Linked DNA regions of Rattus norvegicus: region 2 is linked to region 1. Evidence: chromatin contacts called from public Hi-C data. All regions are on one chromosome and are shown on one strand. Each heading gives the region's core, a stretch centred on a gene start, on an enhancer-like site or on the middle of the called end of the contact. The rest is flanking DNA. Distances are from core to core; before and after follow the strand shown.

Region 1 (6,369 bases), core at 3,538-6,037:
AACCTGGTGTGGTAGTGCGTGCCCCTAATCCCTGCCCTCTAAAGTGGAGATACGGAAGGTCAAGTGTTCAAAGGCTAGCATGAGTTACATGAGACCCCTCCCGAAACGAATCAGTTAATCAATAAAAGAAAATGTGCACACTTCTCTTTAAATCAAGTCACCTGTGATAGCTCACACTCAGGTGATAAATGACCTTGGAGAGGATAAAGGTGATGTGTTGGGGGGAGGGGGAGCGGTGCTGCTAGGGCTCAGGGAAGAAAGCAGAGTTTTCTGGAGATGGAACATCCACAAGTCCCAGGTGCTGGTCAACATCAAGAGGCGATCCCTGCGCAACTTAGGATTTTCTTTTATAAATTTATTTCTTTTTAGTTTATGTGCATTGGTGTTTCGTCTCCATGTATGTCTGCGTGAGGGTGTCAGGTCTCCTGGAACTGGAGTTTCAGACCGTTGTGAGCTGCCATGTGGGTGCTGGGAATTGAACCCATGTCCTCTGGAAGAGCAGCCGGTCCTCTAACCACCCAGCCATCCATCTCCCAGCCTGGCTTAGGCTATTTATACCATGGTGAACGAGTTCCTGACCTTGCAGCTCAAGCAGGACAGCAGACTGGATCTTCTTCAGTGATGAGCGCACTAAGAAGATATGGCTTGTCTAACTTTTGAACTTTTTAAAAAGTCCCCACCCTCGGTAGCGTGCGCGACACTATTTTCTAGTCTTCCTTCTGAGTGGCTTGGACTTTTCACAAGTGCCATGTGAAGCAGCAAAGATAACATCCGAATTATACGTTGCTCCTGTTTTATATAAATTAAGTCCATAAGTACTTAAAAGAAAGAGTTCTACTTCCCTGTTTAGGTTAGCTAAAACTCACCTATACTGGAGAGAGGTAACCTATATGAGCTTTCTCTGTGAGTGGGGTATAGACGTGTGCCACTTCACACATCCGGAGGTCAGAGGTCACCTTTGGGGAATCCGTTCTCTTGTACTCAGGTCAACAGATTAACATGGCAAGTGCTTTTACTGTCTCAGCCGCCCCTATATGAAATTTAAAGTATAATTTATAATGAACATACTCAAATCATGAGTCAAACCTTTTTGGCAGGGATCACCTCTCTTGAAGTCAGTCAGCACCTGGATTCTGATGTCCGATCCCCCTTCCCTGAGCCCTGGCAGCTCCCTCCTGCCCTTCCACATCACCTTTACCCTCCTCAAGACCCTCACCGGAGCCCGCATTTTGACCCAGCTCATTTGTTGGCTTACTTGTTTGAGGTGGGGTCTCAGTATGTAACCAGTTGGCTTCAAACTCATGATCATCTTGCCCCGTTTCCGAGGGCTGAAATTACAGATGCTGCCACCGGGCCAGTGTACCTAAAGCCCTTCTGAAAAAAAGAGGGAGGGAGGGAGGGGATATATATATATATATATATATATATATATATATATATATATATAGAGAGAGAGAGAGAGAGAGACTCTGAAACTCTATAAATCTTGGTTGAATGAAGGGATTGTGTGAGTCAGATGGCAGGAGCCTGAAGTGAGCAGGGCTTTTCCTTGAGGCTGCAGGAATAATGATCGGGGAGTGGCTTTTAGAGCGGGAAGGCACTGCCCAGCCTCTGCTCCGTGATTGTGGAATGGCAGCCTCCGCTGGGAAGGCTGCTGCTTCCTTGGTTAGACAGGAACTGGAGGGAAGCTTGTCTGAAGGGGTCTGAGAGTTTAAAGCACAAGGAAGGAAAAGTAGGGTTAGACAAGGGTAGGGCATGTGCCAAAGGAGGCCGTTGGGGGGGTGAAAGCTGGGCTTTCCTTGGAGAGTAGTCAGGGTTATCCAGTAGAGGAGACCTGGCAAAATGAGCTTGTAAAATGCTTCTCCAAGCCGATGCTATTAGAAGCTTGATTATGCTAATTCTAAAACCATCAAATAGCTTCTAAGCTCTAGAACCTAGGGTGTGCTCTGATTAAGTGCTTTACAAACACGATTTTGTGTCCTGCTTCCAATTCTGCTGTTTTATCCCCTTTCACAAAGAGGAAAGTAAAGCATTAGCGAGGGGAAGTGATCTGTGCTGTGGGTGTTACTCAGACCTCGGTCAGCAGCTCTTTAAATGTCAGGCTCCCTCAGCCAGCTGCTCGGTGCCCGGTGCCCGCTGCGTCTTGGGGGTGGAGGGTAGGATGGCAGTGGATGGGGAGTCCCTGAGAACTTGAGCATCCAGCATAAAGTTACTGTGCAGCTTCAAGGGGCCCCTCTTGGCTTCTGAACCCCTTCACCTGTGTCGCCTGGAACTCTCAGGTCCCACCCCACTTTCCACAAAAGGCCAGGCTCCCCAGTGAATAGAAACCTTCAGGGTAGTGCTTGTTGTCCCATGGGGAAGCTGACCCTGTATGTCCTCCTGGGCATGGGTGTGGTCCCCTGTGCACATCTCTGGGATTCCCGCCTCCTGAGAATCTCTGGCCTCTCTCTGCTGCATGCACTTATTCCTCTAGTTCATTCTTTCAAACACAGAACAAAATGAGTGTCAGTGTCGCTTGGTTGCTCCAGTGCAGACAGGAGAAGGCAGGAGGACTCATTCAGAGCTGGGCTTTTGCTATCCGGACATGATGAGAAAAAGGCGGGAGGCAAAGGAGCTTGGAAGACTGACAAGAGTGTCATGAAGCGTTAGGGTTTGGGACATAAGTTGGCCATGGAGGAGAAGGAAGGAAGGAAGGGAGGAAGGGAGGAAGGAAGGAAGGAAGGGAGGAAGGAAGGGAGGAAGGAAGGAGAGAGGTACTGCATCAGTGGGGATGGTGGGTGGGGGTGGTCACTAGCAGAGGAGCCTGATGTGACAGTGAGGTGCAGAAGGGACGAGGACAAGGACCAGTGTGTGCACTAAGAAGAGGGGGTTTGCAGCTCAGATGATGGAGTGCTCAGACAGGATGAATGAAACTTGGAGTCTGAGCTCCCAAACCACATACACTGCTCCTTGTGGCACTGGTCTGTAACCCTAGCACTCTGGAGGTAGGAGCAGAAGGATCCGAAGTTGCAGGTTATCCTCAGCTGTACAGAGAGTTTGTGGGCAACATGAAACCCAGGAAAAGTCGGAAAGATGAAGGGGGGAGACAGAGATGAGGAGAGGGAGAAGGGGAGGGGGGACAAGGAGGGAGAGGGGGAGGGGAGGGAGAGAGGCAGAGATCGATTCACACTTCTTATAAGAGATGGACGTTGCGACAGCAAGGACAAAGAACTGTGTAGCGGGCATAGATGTAACTCAACGTGGAGCACGAAGCAGCCAAAGGTGCTGGGAAGTCCACCAGGTCAGACACAACATGGAGGCACAGCCGATGGATATCATTACAGGGACTGGGGAACCCATATAATGCCAGATGCCACACTGGTGAGATGAGAGGCGGAGGCAGGAGAATCCCCAAAAGTTTATAACACAGCTAATGAGGCAAAGTGGTGAACAACAAGAGACGCTGTCACCAACAAAGCAAGGACAGACACTCGAGGTTGCCCTCTGGTTTCCACACACTCATCTGCATTCCCAGCCACATATACAATATACACACACAGAGACACAGACACAGACACACACACACACACATACCACACACACACACACAGATACACACACACACATACCACATACACACATACAATACACACACACAGAGACACAGACACAGACACAGACACACACCACACACACAGATACACACAGACACAGACACACAGACACACACACACACACATACACACACACAGACACACACACACAGATACACACAGACACAGACACATGGACACACACATACACACACACACAGATACACACAGACAGACACACACACATACCACACACACAGATACACACATACAATACACACACACAGACACACACATACACACACAGACACCATACACACACACATACACACACATATACATACACACACACAGACACACAGACACACAGACACATACCATACACACACACACAGACACACACACACAGACACAGACACAGACACACACACAGACACACACAGACATACATACACACATAAACACACACACACAGATACACACACACACATACCACATACACACATACAATACACACACACAGAGACACAGACACAGACACACACCACACACACAGATACACACAGACACAGACACACAGACACACACATACACACACACAGATACACACAGACACAGACACACACACACATACCACACACACAGATACACACATACAATACACACACAGACACACACGCACACACACACACAGACACACAGACACATACCATACACACACACACATACACACACATACACATACACACAGACACACAGACACATACCATACACACACACACAGACACACACACACACAGACACAGACACAGACACACACACACACACACACACACACACACTATCCACACAGAATGTGATTCAGAAGAGGAAGTTAGTGATCATCCAAACCTGATCTGCAGTGGACCCAGAAGTGAGCAAGAGTTGGGAGAGTGAAGGTGGTTGCTGGGGAGATGGAAGGAATGCTTCAGTCTCTTCCCGTGGAGGGGGTGTGGGCCTGAGGGAGGGAACTTTTACTCAGGGCAGGAGAGCCTTGAGCACGACAGAGAACAGGACGCAGCAAAGAGGAAGCCTTGAAGGAACCAGAGCATCTGCGGGACAGCAACCTCCAGTCCCTTAGAAACTGTGGGGATGGGCAGGAAAGAGCAGGTGTGGGTGGCTTCACTTGGTGATAAGGACATTAGGGAGTCCTGCTAGGGTGAGGTCATCAGCAGCTTGTTCCATTGAGAAATTAGCTCCCGTGTCATGCCCCACCACAGTGACTCACTGGCAAGGAAGCAAAGACATTAGCCAGGCTTTTGTGTTCTAGAAGCTCGGCCTTTCTCTCCCATCTGTACCGAGGAAGGAAAACTGGCCGTCTGATAGTTGTGCCTTCTGAGATCTTCCTGACATTGGAGGCATGCAGGAGGGTAGGTAAACCGCATTGTCTACCACAGCCACCCTGAAAGCGACTGTGGGTGGATGAAAAACAAAACAAGACAAAAACCCAAAACACCAAGGACTAAAGGCTGCAACTTTGGGAAGGGTCTATAAAAGGAACTGCCTGTGATGAAGGGGGCCTGGGACCGGGAAAGGGGGGCCTTGGAGAGGGGGCAGTGCATAGTGGAGACCCCATTACAGTGATGGTCAGTGTTTGTGTATTTGTTTAAATCTCTCCCTGTCAGGCTCGGGAGCGCAGATGGACCAACTTTGGGGCTGTGCAAAGCCCCAGAATTCTTGCACTTTCGGCAAGGAGAGGGTAAAGGCAGCCACGAGAGATAACAGAATTCCTGCTGATCTGGCGGGGTGGGGACTCAGGCTGAAATGTAATTTGATTTCAACCAACTAAGCGATGTACTGACGTCATGAATTTGAGGGGCATCCAGTGGGCCCCGGGTCTGGACAAAGGGTGAGTAGTGAGTGGGAACCGACATCTGGTGCTCGCCTCACGCTGCACCCTGGGGCTGGAACACAGCAGACACAGAGCTACCAGGAGACGTCACTTGGCCTTCACATATGAGCACAAGGACATGCCTCCCAGCCAGGCCTAGGAGCAGGGCAGTGGGGGCAGGTCCACATGGACCCCGAGCTCAGAGTTTGTCAATCTGGTCTGAGACTTGGCTTTGTTTCCTAACGTGCGATCTAGTCCCAGCCCCCTGAGATTTTTCTCTCTCACCACATGGCCCCAGGCCCAAAGCCTCTGCTTTCATTCTCTTGAGTTTGTGTGCAGCCAGGTGCTACACATCCTGAGATCAGAACATGGTGGTTCCAGGGTTCTTCTGCCCACCTTCACATATACTACACTAAACAGGGACCAAAAGGTGGGTGAGGAATGGGACCGGTAGCAATAGTTTGAGAGACTGAGATGCCCGTGGTGGCTGCAGTATGTATCTCTGAATGAGTCTGCTGCCTTCAGCCATGGGGTAGCGGAAGGACGGGGCTCCTGCCCTTCTACCTGTGAGTGTCACAGTCACTAAACTGGGTAGAGAGAGGTCCAGGGCCACCAAGTAGACCTCACACTTACTGACATTCAGGGTGGTAAGCCGAAAAGACAGATGAGCTCCTCTTTCCATAGACGCCAGACCCACTGAAGACTGAGGTGTGACTGTCTGAGCCCTGGTGAGGAAAACTTTCTTCACATGGTCACTCACATCTGGTGGCTCCTTGTGAACAGAAGGGGAAAAGCGACCTTTACTGCTTTAATAAATATATACCAGGCACTCGCTGAGTGTCGGCGCCCTTGCTCACCACTGGAATAAGGCAATGGAGGAAGCAGATACATCTCGCCTGTCCTTACAGTCTTAGATGAGGGAAACAT
Region 2 (6,999 bases), core at 2,898-5,397, 260 kb before region 1:
AGGGTGAGTCCGGTCTACAGCAATCTGTGGGGGTTTCTCATCAGCCACGGCAGTGCTCCTGACTGTCAGGGAACAATCACTCGTGAGGTCCTAAGGGCCATGGGGCAGCCCTAGGTAAGGATCTGTGAGACAGAATGATGTATTTTTCTTGGCACTGAAGGAAAGTGTGGCCACACGAGTTCCATTTTAGAAGCCTGGGGCCGTTAAAGGAATCCAGACGGAGCAATAGGGATGCCATGTGTGTGGTCTCGAGCCCTCTCTCTCGGCAGCTGTCCAGGCAGGGTACCCAGTCCAGGCAGGTGCTCAAGTGTTCCAGAACTGCTGTCTCTGGGCTGGCTGCCAACCTAGGTTTCTATGCCCAGGGTGGGCCCCAACAGTCAGGTGTCAATCCCAGATGAGGACACGCTGGACCCTCTCCTTAGCCCCTGACTGAAGCACCTGCCCCTCCCCATGGCACAAGAGTAAATGTCTGATTACAGGAAAGGGACCTGGAAGCGCTGGTCCGGCGGTTTAAGACAGACCTTCACAACTGCGTGTCGTACATCCAGGAACCCCGGCAGCTGAAGGAGAAGATCCGTGCTCTCTTTGAGAAGTATGTGCAGCGGGCAGACATGGTGAGCTCTGAGTGCCTGCCCTGCCCTGCCCTGCCCTTGCCCTCCCACACTGCCCTGTGCTAGGCTTCGCATCTCCCCTCCTCGGCTGAATGTCTCGCCATGTAATACACCAGGTGGAGATTGCGGGGTTGAACTCGGACCTGCAACAGGAGTACGCCCGCCAGCGGGAACACCTGGAGAGGAACCTTGCCACACTCAAGAAGAAAGTGGTCAAGGAAGGCGAGCTGCACCGCGCCGACTACGTCCGCATCATGCAGGTAACGGGTGCGTCCCTTCGCCGCCTGAGACCACCCGTTCTCTAGGCTCCCCAGACAGCCAGGGACCCACAGCTTTCTCACAGCTCCTCCTCTCTGATCTCCCAGAGTTCATCCTGGCTTTTACCATGGCCCAGGCCCCACCAAGGGGTCACACCCACTGGTAACCCTATTCCTTTTGCCACCCCGTTCCTATCCCTGACAAGCTACTGTGCTGCCTTGCTCTTCTCCGTTACCCATGATGCATCCAGACCCAGTTCTCCTGACTCCTTTGCTCCCTTCTCTCCTGTCTCCAACTCCCGTTTCACCGCCCAGCTTTGCTGCCTTTTATCTTCCTGCCTATTGGGATGTGCCTGGCCAGCCTCCACCTGCCTCATCTTCCTTTCTGGTGCCTCAGGTCTTACCCTTATCTCTTGGTCCAGATTGAACCACACCCACAGTGTTGGCAACCCTGGGACTTAATGAGCTCCACACACCCAGGTCCCAGGATCCCTCAACAGACAGTTCAGAGAGCCTGGCCCCATTCCTGCCACCCCACCCATGCACTTTACTGGGACTGCCCATCGAGATGTTTCTGCCAGATTTCCGTTTGGGTGTCAGTATCATCTGAGGCAACTGATAAGAATTTATATCAAAAGAGAACATCAGAATCGCATGGGGCACATAGTTTTATGGTTACATTTCTTTAACGTCCTAATTGAAATACTGGGATGGGAACAGGGTGCAGTTTGGATTGAAACCAGATACTAGGTTGTAGAGTTACACGCAGTTGGGCAGAGAACACAGCAAATCCTGGCCACACCAAGGCACAGCTGGTCTCTTTCCCATTTTAAAACCAGCACCCCTTCCCACTATCCATTCAGATCACTTCTATTCTAGACCATAAAAATATTCAGAGACCGGGAAAGAGGAGCAGATGTGACTGGTCGGTCCCTTGGTACCAGCAACCACACACAGCCCTGCTAAGAGCCAGGGCTATCTAAAACATGGGCTTCAAGCACAGGAAGCTAGGCCAGGGTGACAGCAGTATTTGTCACCTTGTCTCACTGCCAAGTGGAGGACCTCAGCACATAAGCCTGAGGACTTCTGGGGGCTGGTCCCTCTCTCCACAACAAGTAGAAGTCCAAAGCAAAAGTCAGTTCCAGGAAAGAAGGAAGAGAAGACCGGAGGTTTGCTGCAAAGTGCAGATACCTGCATGAGGGTACTAGGGCAGACGCCATATTTCTTTCCCTCCCCCATTTCCTGGAGAATGCTGGGTAGGAGGGGGCAGAAGAACAGATTCAACCAATGCTCCTGTGAGGTAGATCGCAGAAAGTCTTCTGTCTTAAACAGTATTAAAACCTGTGTGTTAGTAGGACGTGGTGATGTACACCTTTAAACCCAGCACCCTGGAGGCAGAAGCAGGTGGATCTCTAGATTTGAGGCCAGCGTGTTCTACAGAACTAGTCCAAAAGGCAAAGAAACTGCCTTGAAAAGAAAGGAAGAGAGGAAGGAAAGGAGGGAGAGAAGGAGGGAGGAAAGGAAGGAGGAAGGAAACCTGTGTGCTGTGACTTCTGTGGATCTAGAAAAGTGACCCAGACACCATCTGAAAACAAGAAGGGAACCTGGGGGTACGGCTCTGGGTCCCACCAGCACCATCCCACGTGCACACAAAGACTTCTTACTGATTACATCAGGGGCTCTAGGTAAGACTGGCTTGCAAAAAGTTCCCAAGGGCTAGATTGAATCCAGGAATTCTGCGCACATCAGGTAAACATTCTATCACTGAGCCACATGGCCAGCTCAGAAGACACTTTAAAAAGAATGTTCTCTTTTAAAGAACTACTGTTCCAGGTGCCAAGACTGTTTTCTTTGATCTTGAGGTTAGGCAAGAGGGCCAGGCCAGAGTCACAGGAGGCTGCGTGGTCTATGCATGCAAAGCCCATCTAGGGGCTGTATTCTCACCCAGGATGTGGGAAGTGAGCAGACACAGTGTCCGTGCAGACCAAGGCAACAGCACTTTGCCGCTCTTTGGCCAGGAGACTGGGGGCCTCCAGAAACTGCTCTGTTTATCTGTAATATGGGACAAATGACACCAGCCCCAGGGACTGGTACAATGCTTGGCCAAGACAAACAGCAGCCACTGTCCTGGTACAGAATTGGGGCTCAAAAACTGCCATTTCTCTTCCTTTACCCCAGCAAAGGAATCAGTCGAGAGCTACTGTGGAAATAAATGGGTCTAAAAGTCCATCATTCATGGCCAGGGAGGCCTGTGGCCTGGGGTGGGAAAGAGGAACGCTACTGACTCCAGATGCACACACCCAGGTCCTCAACACTTTATCCCATATGGGCTAAGGAAAGCCAGGGCAGGCTTGGCGGCTGAGCAACTCACTGGAAAACAACTGAGGAAAAAGAATGAGGCCACCATCTCATTTGTATATCCAGATAGGAGCTCAGGGCCTCTCCACACCATTCCCCAGCTTATACAAATATGGAAATCCAAGTCGCTGTGCAATCCAAACACCTAGAATACACACTTTATTCCTTCCCTACACATTTTCCACGGTCTTTTTACACAACAAGCTGTGTCTCCGCCACAGAGGATTCCAAGATCGATACAAAGTATCGCCACCCTCAGAGAACTCCTGAGGGACGCCCACCATTATGTCTATCCAGTGGTGTGGGCCCGAGGAGGGAAACATGCTCCTAGAAGTCTTAAAGGAGTGAGGGTCATTGGAGTCTGGCCCCAGGGTGGCTAGAGGGTAGCTGAGGGCCAGCTGGGAGAAGAGCCCTGCTTCTAGGCAGAGGCAAAAGCTTGATAAAAAGCGTAGAATGTGGGGGGCTCCTGAACCCACAGACCTCAGTTTACTGCAGAGCATCTGAGGCAGCAAGAGCTGGCTGGAGCAGCCTTGGGTCGCGGTTCATCCTGAGTGTAGAGCAGAGTGCTTCTCGGGCACAGCTGTCACTGTCTCATAAAGATGGACCCCATTAGCAGAGAATTCAGTCTGGTGAGCAAAGAAGCAGGTGAGACAGGAAAACCTGTCAGGTTAGGGGTAAATAAAAGATCTTGGAGAGAGGAATGTGACAACGCCAAAGGCATATCAGAGTAGAAACGACGAATTGAGATGCCATGTCAGGCACGGGAGTGTGGTGGGAAAAGGAAGCAAGATAACCAGCAGGCTTTTCCGTACAGGTAGATGATCCTGCTAACAGATGTGAGGCTCCCTAGATCACAACCCTCATCCTTGGCCAGATCAGGTTCTTAAAGGCTTTGACTCAGAGAAACCAGTAGGGGGAGCTATGGGCATTCCCTTCCCTTTCCTTCCCTTCCCTGACATCACTATCAGAAAGTTCAGCCAAGACTTCACTTCTCTGTTCCAAAGGCCTAAGGCGGCCCTGGTTGGTTACCTTGTTTCAAAGCCTCCGCATGAACACCTCAGTGTCTGCAGACTGCTCTGGGATTTTCCAAACTTGAAAGTTGTTGAGCTCACTATCTTTTTTTTTTTATTTATTTAATTTACAAAGTCACACGCAGTTGACATCACTCTGACCTTTGGGTTCCTCAGAACCTAGGCTCCCCTAGAAAACATTTTTAGGGAACTCATTGTGTCTTTGTGGGCGTATCTTTGGCCATCCTTCTGTCTGAACCACTGGAATAAGACTGACGTAAAGAGGAGAGTAGACAAGTAGGAACAAGGCACCAGTCTGGAGGCGGACACAGCCATACTCAAACTCCCATTAGTCACTTTCTCAACGTCCTCACAGCCACAGGAATCTGAGAAACTTTCCCCATGAGGCTGCTGAAGGAGGTGATGCGCGCACACCGAGCGTGTGGAGGCTGCCGAGCCTCTCGGTTATTCTTAGCGTCATTTTTATCAGCACAGCAGTGGTGCCTTCCTTTCAGTTTGCTCCCTCGGGACTCCTGGCTGAGATAGCCTTCTCCACCCTCCGTCGTCGTCGTCTCTGCCTCTCACTGGGTTAGGTTCTGCTTCTGACTCAAATGACACCAGAGACTACAGCCAAGACAGACTTCCATCTTTAGCGTCAGCTCACAGATAACTATCAGGAACGGAGGCATTGGAGGTAAAGGGCCAATGAAGGAGCAAGAGCAGGTGCAGGGTTCTGGGCTCCATTTGATTTCTGGCCTCAGTTTCACTCCATTAAGATGGCGTCCCATGGAACTGGAGAGACGGTTCTGTGGCTTACAGGATTTGCTGCTCTTCCAAAGGACTCAGGTTCAATTCCCAGCACCCACAGCTCACGACTATCTGTAAGTCTAGTTCCGGGGGATCCAATGTCCTGTTCCTGCTTCCTCGGGCACCAAGCATGCCCATGATACACAGATGTATTCAGGCAAAACACCCATACACATAAAATAAAATAATAAGGGGGAATAAAGAGGGGCTCATCATGGAGGTGTCAAAAAACTGGCAGTGGGGTCAAAGACAGGGACTCACACCACAGGGTACCAGGAGCCTGAAATCTCAGTCACAGGGTCGTGGGCTGCCGAGGGGTAGGGAGAACCTAGGACTCTGCCCGGAGTCATTCCACTAGAGGAAAGGGGCTGCCAGACAGCCGAAACACAAAACTGATGGGACTCAGTGACACAATGGTTGGATGTGCCTAGGAGAGGAACCTGAGAGGACTAGACAGGGCACCCATAGCCTCTAGTCTCTGTCCCAGTGTTCTACTTTTATTGAATGAGGCAAAAGTGAAGCTAAACAAAGCCAGCTAAGAGAGGTTAAAAAAAAAGCGCCCCCACCCCCAGCAAGCCCCCAGGCCCGTAAGTATGCCCAGTTCTTTGTGGCTCTCAAAAGACCCTCTCCTCGGTCTCTGTGCCCACCACGTTCTTCACCTGCTTATCCAGCCCACAAATATTTACTGAGCACCTCCCATGCAGCGCGATGCCCTAGGTCTTAGTGTCCAATTAAAGAACTGTATTGAAGCAGTCGCACTATGGTATAAAGCCGGCCTGGAAAAGACCCAGGGGAGGCGGGCAGGGAATTTTACTACAGCACCTGGAAAGGAAGATGAATGACTGTCATCAGGGCCTAAAAAAGTAAGGCATTAGATGGAGAAAACCCTCCAGCTCAGAAAAACAGGCATGGGGCCTGGCCTGGAGAATGGGGACTGGCAGGGAACTGCTTCCAACATGGAGGGGATCTTTAAAGTGTGCAGTGTTGAGATGTAGTGGCCTGCTGAAACTCTAAAGGTCTAGGTCTGCGCTTAAACTGAGAGTCTCTGAGGAGGGGGTCTCTGGGTTCTCTCTAGCAGGCCCTGCTCTCTCCAGGGCTCCCCAGGTGCTTCCTCACAGCTGAGGACTTGTCCTCCAAGCTCTGGCCCGACACCCCCACCCAGCAGTGCCCCCATGTGGTCCTAAACCGCACCGTCCAATAGACAGAGCATGGAGACAGGCACTGCCACTTAGGAAAACAGAGACTTGGGCTGGGGAAATGGCTCAGTAGGTGAAGCACTTGTTGCACAAGTGTGAAGACGCCCTGCTCCCACATACACAGCTGCCGTGACTGTGTGTGCCTGCAACCTCAGTGCTGTGGGCAGAAGAGGTGGGAGAGCTGTAGGCAGAGAGCTCTAGGCCCAGTGAGAGACTGTGTCTCAGCAGGACACCTGATGTCCCCCTCTAGCCACCATGCCCACATAGACGTGCACATGCACATCTAATACATTCTCTCTCTCTCTCTCTCTCTCTCTCTCTCTCTCTCTCTCTCTCTCTCTCTGTCTGTCTCTCATACAAAGAAGAAATAGTTTCGGAACTTGCACCAGAACCACTGATTCAGCAGCTCCATTTAACTATGCTGAGTTGATTTAGTTGCGGACATGTATAAAACAGGCTGAACCCTGAGGCTATGGGCCCTGAGAACAAAGTGGCCAATTGCTCCATACCTACAGGGACAGGGACTCCTCCCTGGCGATATCTGAGGAGGACCCTCGTGCTAAGTGTGAAGTGGAAGGCAGAGATTTGAGGTGCAGGAAAATAGAAAAAAAAAAAAAAGAAAGAAACTCACCCCATATTGGCCATGTCCTACTTGTGTCCCCGTGTCCTGCTGTTCCATGACCCAGGACGTTCTTGTCTCTCTTCTTTGCTAAGTCCTTTAAGCCTCAGCCCTGGGGTCAACTCCTAAGAGTCCATCTGT

Evidence for each region. A called contact is a pair of places that touch in the nucleus more often than the background predicts.
Region 2: a contact with region 1 is called in a Hi-C map of Schwann cells, with 9 times the contacts expected there. The contact joins two enhancer-like sites. A contact is called at or near these places in 4 of 12 Hi-C or Micro-C datasets (the A7r5 cell line, Schwann cells, kidney and 1 more).

Annotation. Positions count from the first base shown.
Region 1 is chr5:137,111,994-137,118,362 of GRCr8, reverse strand. No RefSeq gene overlaps it. Among named protein-coding and RNA genes, the nearest start is that of Ptprf, 20 kb to the right of the region's middle. Within about 2 kb of position 4,787, at least 7 of the 93 cell types and tissues checked have an H3K27ac peak or open chromatin away from gene starts, as enhancers often do. A contact at or near this core is called in Schwann cells, where this site is marked.
Region 2 is chr5:137,369,994-137,376,992 of GRCr8, reverse strand. Cfap57 (cilia and flagella associated protein 57) reads left to right here. Exons shown (of 21, transcript XM_039111195.1): 18 at 480-614; 19 at 728-871. Among named protein-coding and RNA genes, the nearest start is that of Tmem125, 25 kb to the right of the region's middle. Within about 2 kb of position 4,147, at least 14 of the 93 cell types and tissues checked have an H3K27ac peak or open chromatin away from gene starts, as enhancers often do. A contact at or near this core is called in Schwann cells, where this site is marked.